Regions from separate parts of the Capra hircus genome. Here region 1 is linked to region 2. The links are chromatin contacts, called in public Hi-C maps. All regions are on one chromosome and are shown on one strand. Each heading gives the region's core, a stretch centred on a gene start, on an enhancer-like site or on the middle of the called end of the contact. The rest is flanking DNA. Distances are from core to core; before and after follow the strand shown. Region 1 holds the start of ENTPD1 (ectonucleoside triphosphate diphosphohydrolase 1). Region 2 overlaps ENTPD1 (ectonucleoside triphosphate diphosphohydrolase 1).

Region 1 (4,735 bases), core at 701-3,200, 61 kb after region 2:
GCATGTAAACTTGATAGCAAAGCGCAGATTGCTTCACAGACTTGAGATTTCATCAATATCATTTCCCCAGTAGCTTCAAAGATTTGCAAACATAATCAACAGTGTCAGGGCAGTAGCAGGAGACTTTGAATTGGAGCAACAGAATGGGGAAACAGCCCCTTGGACCCTGTGTCCATCACCTGCATCTAAACTCACCGCTTACTGTGTGATGCCAAGGCAAGCTACTCTCTCACTACCTCAACGCCATCATCTGGGAAATGGGGGTGATGATAGCATTCACTTTATAAGTCGCAGGGAGTGGCTTAGGACGGCTCCCAGCACAGAGGAAAGACGAAAATGTTAACAGCTATCATTTTTATCATTATTAGGAACTCTATTGGCTACTCATCCCATTCCTCCACATTCGATGTGATAAAAACACATGGGGATACTAGAAACCGGAGGTGATGAAGGTTTACAATCCTACACAAGCACGCTGCTGCAGACATTCTTCCTGGCTCCCATGGGCTGGCAAGCAGCTGGCTCTCTGTGTTCTCTGTCCTGGCAGAAAATGCCCAAAAGAGGTAAAAGACAGAGATCGCACACCATCTGTGCAAACCAGGCTGCTCTCCTAGTTTTTAGACAGAATCTAAAGTCAGTCAGTCAGATAAGCCTTACTTTTTTAAGATAAAACTGTTCTTGGAGATTTCCCTCCCCTCACCCCACCCCACCCCCATACTCATGCACACTCCCCCACACCTCCCAAGAAACGTTTAGCCTTTTGCAAGACACACTCTGGGGTCCTGTTGAGACAGCCTCTTGCCACATTAACTTCTCTGTCTAATTCCAGGCAGAGAAGTCTTTGCTAATTTCACAACAGGAAAGCACGCAGGAAATTCGAGAACAAAGCAGATCTACAGGGGCAGCCCAGCATCTTCCAGCAAACGCGGTGAGGCACTGACCCGAAGCAAGACGACTCCGGACTGCAAAAGAGGCAGCTGCCTCCTAAACTGTGAGGGGACGGAAGAAGTCTTTTGCCTCTAAAAAACCAGATCTGAATACCAATTGCTCATAAATATTCATGAGCCGCTCCAGCTTGCTCAAGAGTCACCCTTGACTGTAACCCTGGAGCTTGGCTTTGTAAAATATTCCCCAAAGTTTTTTTCTCTCTGCCTCCTCTCGGAAGGAGAGGGTGGGAAAGTGTATATAGGGCTTTTTGCCTCTTGCTCTTTCAAGTACTTGCTTTTGGTCTGGGCTTTTGGTTTCCTTTTTTTGTTTTTTTATTTTTATTTTTTCCTGGTCTTAAGGATTCAGATCAAATCAATTTTGCTCTTACCCCTTCTATCTTCCATAATTGGCAGCTTTTGTTTTCTTCCTCTTTGCTCTTTACTTTTCAGCCTCTGCTTGCTGTGGTCGGTCTCAGTGAAAGAGGTACTCAAGGAACAGAGATATAACAGACCCTCGGAATCATGGGAGGGGCTAAATTAGCCTGCCCCGTTTCGGAAGGAACCTCAAACCCTATGTCTTTTTCATTGACTGAAAGGACAGAATGCCGAGGAGTTCAGCAGCTCATTCCCCTAAAGCTTGCCTGGGCTGTAACTTTTTCTATCTTGAGGCAATGTGTGTTCAGATTTCGCTTCAGAGTTTCCCCTCTCTCTTTGATACAGAAATCCATTTCCCCCCTTGAAAAATGTATCTTGTCTGCAAGCAAATTAAAAAAAGCGCGATTTACTTTCTGCAATTTTGAAGCAAGCTAACAAGAAACTTGTTACCTTGATACCGGCTGGAAAAAGGATGGGACTCAGGAACAGATCTGCTGGCCCCACAAATCCGATTACTTCTGGTTCCCTGATGAGCAATCCCTTTTTGGAGTTCATTACGCCAGAAGAGCACTGGGTCGCCCAAGCAAAGGACGCTGCGGCTTGAGAAACCGTAGTATTGGTCGGAAGTCATGGTGGGACGGCAGAGAAGGCTGCTCGCTGGGAACAGCTGTCTAGCTGTGCTGATGCGAATTGTCTACCTTTTCCAAACCTTCACCCCCTACCTCTGAAGTCTTATAGGCAGGAATTGCCACATCCAGGCTTTGCCACGATGACCCAAATACAGACTGACCAAAGCATTAAAAAGAAACGGTGTCTATGAAGTTATTTTGAAATCAGGATAAGAGACAACCCACAGGAAGGTAAGTTCCCAAGTCTTAAGGCAGCGTGTTTGGGCAACTTCTCCCTCCAGGAGGCTGTCAAACTTTAGCATTTTAGGTTTCAAAGAGACCTGACGGGTAGTCTAAGCGACGATAGAGATGTGGGGATGTTAAGCTACAAGTTCATGTTCGCGTTGAGGGCAGGGAGCTGCTCTCTCTTGTTACCATGCTCTCCAGCACCTGATACAGTTTCTCCCACAGTGTAGGTGCTTAGTAGATTTTTGATGAATGGTTGAGTTAATAAATAGCAGCCAAGCAGAACATAAATCTGATTTCTACATTGTTTCTTCCACGTGAGAATTTGTGTCTAAAATCGGTTACACCATAAAACATTTTGAAAGTGAAAGTGAAAAGTTGCTAATTCCCATCTGACTCTTTGCAATCCCACAGACTATACAGTCCATGGAATTCTCCAGGCCAGATTACTGGAGTGAGTAGCTGTCTCTTCTCCAGGGACTCTTCCCAACCCAGGGATTGAACCCAGGCCTCCCGCATTGCAGGCGGATTCTTTACCATCTGAGCCACCAAGGAAGCCCAAGAATACTGGGGTGGACAGCCTATCCCTTCTCCAGGGAATCTTCCCAACCCAGGAATTGAACCAGAGTTTCCTGCATTGCAGGTGGATTCCTTACCAGCTGAGCTATCATTTTACTTCCATATATATTCCATAAGCTATTAAATTGGTGACCACTAAAGGCTGTTTTTTACTCTATAAAAATATATTCTCCACTATACTTTTAATCATACTTTAATAAAGGCAGGGTTTTTTTTTTTTTTTTTCAGTTTAGTGTTTCTGTTATTTGCTCAGTGCTCAGCAGCATACTGTGTGCTCAATAATGTTTCATGTTGGACTTTCCTGGTGGTCCAGTGGTTAGGACCCATGCTTCCATTGCAGGGGGCACGGGATTGATTCCTGGTCAGGGAACTAAGATCTTAATGGCACAGCACCTGCCCACCGCCCCCCCCCCCTCAAAAAAAAGTTTAGTGCTTTAATAAATCTGAGTCTGCACAAGACTCTTTCTTTACCTTACTAAAGGTTTCAGAGTTAGAGTATTTGCCATTTATAATAAAAGCTAGTTATACTAAATGAGAATCCAGTGGATGCCTTTTCCAGATACCAAGATTTCTAATAAGAAATGTTAGTTTGGTATTTGTCCTATTGTGGTAAAATTGTTTTTAACTGATGTGATGGTATCTCTGTAAAAATCAACAAATTTATAATGGGTTTATGACTGTCTGGGCATCATTGTTTCAGAGAAAAGTTCCAAAAAGAACATGTCTACAAAATATCCTGTGAACTATGGGATGGAAAAAAGACTGTCAAAGCTAGAAGGAGAAAAAAAAGGATCTAGATCCATAGTGAGTGAGAGGTTATGTGGGAGAAAAAGAAAAGCATGTGAACATGTCAAGGAGAGCCCCCTCCAGAACATGCCCTCTTCTCGTTACCCCCAGTGCTGCCACGCTGGGCCAAGCTGCATCATCTCGCACCTGGTTTATTATGATAGCCTTCCCACTGGTCTCCCAGATCCTGCTCTCAATCCTGCTCAGTCATTCTGTACCCAGTACTCACAGTCATTCAGTTAAAACCAAACCAAGCATATCACTCTTCTGCTCAACCTTCCAGTGGCTCCCATCTCACTCCAAGCATAAACCAGTTCCTACCTGGCTTGCTCCCCATCACCTCTCTGACTTTCCTACTGTTCTCTTCATGTTGCCTTGTCTCTAGCCTCAGAGTCTTTGCACTAGCTGTTCTTTCTGCCTATAGTACTGTTTTCCCAAATATCCACAGAGCTCATTCCTAAGTCTTTAATAAATTACTGTCTTCTATCCTAGCACAAGATAGTGATCTCTAGTGTTTTCCACGAAAATGAACCTAGGTTCTTTGGAAAGATGGCAAATTCCAAGTCTGAAGCAGGAAGTGTATAACATGAGATTGGAACCTTTTGTCATACCAGAAATAAAGGACACCATCTAAAACTACTAGGGTCATTCCAAAAGGACTCAGGAGCCAACTTCAAGTGGCTTCTACTAGCCAAAGTAATAAAAAATTTGAGTGGCAATAATAAATAATAACTAAAATGTATTGAAACACATTAGATATATTGACACTCATATTCATGATGGTACTATAAAGAAATCATTGTTCATCTTTGGAACCAATACATTATTCCAAAAAAATGTAAATAAAAAAGGAAAATATCAACACTCAACCTGCCTTTGCTGCACAAACTGCACCAATAGAAGGGCCAAATAGTTGACGAAGAGGGAGAAGTTCCTCCCTCAAGTATTCCAGATAATTGAAAAAAATTTGAGTATAACCATTGTGCAAACAACCTCCCTACAAAAAAAAAAAAAAAAGAATAAACCTAAGCATAATCACCAATGATTGCTTATATCACAAAAGTAGGTACGAACATTCATTGACAACCTTCTGATGGAGGTATAGCACAACTTCTGAAGCAGTCTTGCTAACATCGAAGCTTCTATATATAACTACCAGCTCACAGGAGGCCTGGGGGCACTGAAAACCAAATTAAAATGCTCCACAGGAATGCA
Region 2 (4,491 bases), core at 1,619-4,118:
CACCAACTAGACATCACTGTTCCTTTATTCCCTTCTGATCTTTTTCAATTCGTGGTAATGTTTATATAGTTGTGATCAGACTGTGTAAATCTTGATCTTAAGCTAGTTTTTGGTCGTGTACGTGATTTTATCAGTGATAATTGGTCTTGATGAGCTGTGTTGAGTGAATAGAAGCAGTGGTCTAGAAAGAGGGTGTTGGTTCTTGAGACACGAATGTTGGAGCCTTGGTGAAGATCCAGGGATAGGGTGGCAACAAGCCTGAGCTCAGGGAGACTAGAGGCCATGTGGAGGGGGCAAGATCTTATCTTAGGATGGAAATAATTCTACCTCTGCAAATGTCATAAACCCAGCTTCTGAGTAAGTCTCCTTCAATGCGAAAAGAAAGAAAATTGGAACATCAGATGACGCGCTTCTACCCGTGACTTGGCAGAACTGGGATGTTCAACCCTCTCCTTGCTCAGAAAACTGCCCTCATACTATTCTACTCTCAGTTCCCCACTGGCCATGAGATTTCTGTTTCAGAGACTTGGCCCCGAGAGCCCTTCACCTGGGACCCAGCCCTGTTTGACATTCTCAGAGTTGAATCTACCCTCTTAATCCATGCCTCGGATTGCCTGTGTTTTCCCTCTAAAGACGGTACTTATAACAATGTGTAATTACATATTTATGTGGCTAGTTGATTAATATCTGTCTTCCCTGTTAGATTCTAAGCCATGTTAGGGGAGGTCTGCATTGCTTACTATGGTATATCCAGTATCTACCATGGTAGATCCTATTATATGTTAAGTACAAAGAAGGAATTCAACAGACAATTGCTGAGTCACATGAACGAATGAGGGGAGTTAGAACTATATGGTCCCTAAACTCCTTCCAGTTCTAAAAGACGTGAATATTCAGTCTAATATAAAGTAATACCATTGGGCTGAGTTCCATCCCTCCCCCACAACAAAAACCCCAGAAGTCAGGTAACATGGGCTACAGCGTGAATTAACTCTTTTTGGTTTCTTCACACATATTGGTCCTTCAGAATCTTTCTTAAAAGCCCTGTAGTTTTAACGGTAACTTCAGCAACCTCATTGCTCTGTTTCTGTGAGCGCTTTAGAATAAACAGAGCTTGTCCTTTTGAATGACTCCAGTGCTCTGTAAACAAATCAGGTCTGCATTAGCTACAGGGATGCTGGAAGCACCTGGAAACAATTAGGGACCATTTTCTTCTCTTCTTTTTTCTTTAGCTGGAGTTACTAGACCTTTAATACAAACTGCAGTTTTGTTGTCTATTACTTTTATTTTTTAATTGTGGTAAAATACACAGACCCTACAACTGACCAGGTTAACTATTTTTAAGTGCACAGTATGGCATTAAGTACATTCGTACTATTGTATAGCCATCACCACCTCTCATCTCCAGGTGCTGCTGCTTTTTGTTGTTTTGTTTTTAAACCCAGTGGAATGAAAATACTATAGTTATTTTCCAAGAGTATTTGAGGTTGAAAATTGATGCAAATTCTTCCAAATTCTCCATTAAAAAAAAAGAAAAAATCACAAGCGCTGTCCTAAAAGATAACACTTTAGTTCCCAGTGACAAAAGCAGATGCCCAGCACAGGTTAGCAGCAGTTGGAAATCTTGGGAGCACCGGCTTCAGTGAACACAACACACCAAGAGCTGAGGGCCTTTCCTTAAACTCATCCCCAAAGCAGTGTGGACAGCTGGTCTCCACTGAGAGCTTCTGATGCACTGGGCACTCTGATAAGTGAGCTGGCAGTCCTATTCCATTTAATCCTTACAGCCATCTTCCAAGTAGCTATTATCACCATGTTACATATAAGGAAACTGATGTGCGGAGAGAATTTGCTTGCCAGAAGTCTCAAAGCTAGCAAATGGCAGATCTGGGGTTGAAATCAAAGCTGTCTGGCATTGCAGGGAAGTGGCAAGTTTTAATGTAGGCTTTGGACAGGGTCAGTTTGGTGCCTTAGAAAGAAACGTGTGGGGCTCTGTGTGTGCCAGAATGTGCAGTGCTTGTGCTGTAGCAATATCCTGACAGGTCGACAACGGCAACTTAGGAAGTGTTGAGCCAAACAGACCTCAAAGCTACCTCCCCACCAGGTCCACAGGACAAAAACACTTTCCCAGGGGACATTTAGGTACAGATAATGATTCTTCAGTATATTAAGGTCCCAGTTTGTTTGCTTTAATGTGGTCACTGCATATTTACCCAGCAGCAGTTCCCAGACTTCAATGTCACGAGAACGGCCCAGGATGCCTGTTATGTGTGTGGATTCCTGGGCCCTACACACTGGAGGTCTGAATTATGTAGGCTCTGGGAATGAGGATGCGGAGCCAGGACCCAGAGGGCATCCTGAGGCAGAGGCCTGCCTCCCACACTGACAAATTCTTCTGTCCTTCTTCACATCCTCTTCACATCCAAGCAGGGAGCCCACTCTACTCACTGAGTCAGCAAACTTCTGTGAGGCCACCCCAGTCAGATGCTGTGCTGGCCGTAATTTAACATTTATTCTGTTGACAGTTCAGTTAATGATTGTCTCTTCCGCTAGACTATAGCTTTGTGAGGATCAGGACCTGGCCAGTCTTGCTCACTGCTGTAGTCCTAGGGCCTAAAGCAGGGTAGATGGTCAACGACTATTTATTAAATGAATGAATGGAGTGAAAGGTTAAGACAATATTGATATATGCAAAGATGAATGAAACCCAGTCCTTGCCTCAGAATGCTTACAACCTGGGTGGCTGGGCAAGTAAAGCCATCAGTACAAAAGAGAGTTCTTGTGTTTTGTGAGATATGGTCAGGCATGAGGCAACCACTTTCCAACCAGGCTGAACCCAAACTGGATCAGGCAGGAAGATGAGAAGACTGGATCTTTGGAACTGGAGAGCTAACCTGAACTGGGCTAGAAGAGGGCAAGTCAGATGGGAAGAGGCAGGGAAAAGATAAGTGGTGATTTGTCACCAGGCAGACAGGCTGCAAAGATGATAATGATAACACGTAAGTTGCCAACAACAAGGGTGTGTGGTGGGCCAGTATCCTGTTCTGCACTTCACACTGCGTTTACTTTATCCCACTCAACTCCTACAGTAATCTACAAGATAGCAGTGATCAGCTCTGTCTTACAAATGGAGAAACTGAGGCTCAGAGAAGTTATGTCCTATCTCTATAAGAGCAGAGCTGAGGTTTAAACCCAGGTGGTATGAATCCATGGCCCCTGCTGTGTTGCACTCCAAGCAGACAGAATTAATGATCCCCACAATAAGACAGGGATGAAGAGTCAGGAAATGTGTAGAGACAGCCGAAAGCCTTCCCGTTCAGAAGCATATGGCCACCACCCTCTTTAAACAGAAGCATGGAGAGATTGTTCTCAACATGACATCCAAGGTGTTCCATCTTTATCTTAAAAGGTCCTCTAAAGAATCTAATGATAAATAATTATGAATAAATAAATTAGGAAAGGAGTATGTCAAGGCTACTTATTGTCACCCTGATTATTTAACTTAAATGCACAGTACATCATGCTTGGATGAAATACAAGCTGGAATCAAGATTGCCAGGAGAAATATCAATAACCTCAGATACTCAGATGACACCATCCTTACGGCAGAAAGCAAAGAAGAATCAAAGAGCCTCTTGATGAAAATGAAAGAGGAGAGTAAAAAAGTTGGCTTAAAAGTCAACATTCAAAACACTAAGATTATGGCATCCGATCCCATCACTTCATGGCAAATAGGTGGGGAAACAGTAGAAACAGTGAGAAACTTTATTTTGGGGAGCTCCAAAATAACTGCAGATGGTGACTGCAGCCATGAAATTAAAATATGCTTGCTCCTTGGAAGAAAAGCTATGACCAACCTAGACAGCATATTAAAAAGCAGAGACATTACTTTGCCAACAAAGGTCTGTCTAGTCAAAGCTATGGTTTTTCCAGCAGTCATGTATGGATGTGAGGGTTGGACTATAAAAAAAGCGGAGTGCTGAAGAATGGATGCTTTTGAACTGTGGTGTTGAAGAAGACTCTTGAGAGTCCCTTGGACAGCAAGGAGCTCCAACCAGTCCATCCTAAAGGAAATCAGTCCTGAATATTCATTGGAAGGACTGATGCTGAAGCTGAAACTCCAATACTTTGGCCACCTGATGCAAAGAACTGACTCACTAGAAAAGACCCTGATGCTGGGAAAGATGCTGGGAAAGATTGAAGGCAGGAGGAGAAGGGGACGACAGAGGATGAGATGGTTGGATGGCATCACTGACTTGATGGATATGAGTTTTAGCAAGCTCTAGGAATTGGTGATGGATACAGGAATATCCTACCTGATCTCTCTTCTTATCTGCTCTCCAGCCAAGAAGAATCTCAGAAACACAATCTGCGCCCCACCTCCCTGTTTGCTTCCCAGGTAGCTCAGTGGTAAAGAATCTGCCCACCAACACAGGAGACACAAGAGACGCGGGCTCTATCCCCGGCTTGGGAAGATTTACTAGAGGAGGG

What was found. Hi-C and Micro-C count contacts between places; a contact is called where the count stands out from the background.
Region 1: a Hi-C map of blood shows a contact between it and region 2, with 3 times the contacts expected there. The contact joins the promoter of ENTPD1 here to the enhancer-like site in region 2. A contact is called at or near these places in 3 of 5 Hi-C or Micro-C datasets (all in blood).

The regions. Positions count from the first base shown.
Region 1 is chr26:34,404,887-34,409,621 of ARS1.2, forward strand. It overlaps ENTPD1 (ectonucleoside triphosphate diphosphohydrolase 1), which reads right to left and starts at 1,951. Exons shown (of 10, transcript XM_013975163.2): 1 at 1,752-1,951. The coding sequence starts at 1,932.
Region 2 is chr26:34,343,058-34,347,548 of ARS1.2, forward strand. All of the region lies in intron 2 of ENTPD1 (ectonucleoside triphosphate diphosphohydrolase 1), which reads right to left. Among named protein-coding and RNA genes, the nearest start is that of C26H10orf131, 51 kb to the left of the region's middle. Within about 2 kb of position 2,869, at least 1 of the 5 cell types and tissues checked has an H3K27ac peak or open chromatin away from gene starts, as enhancers often do.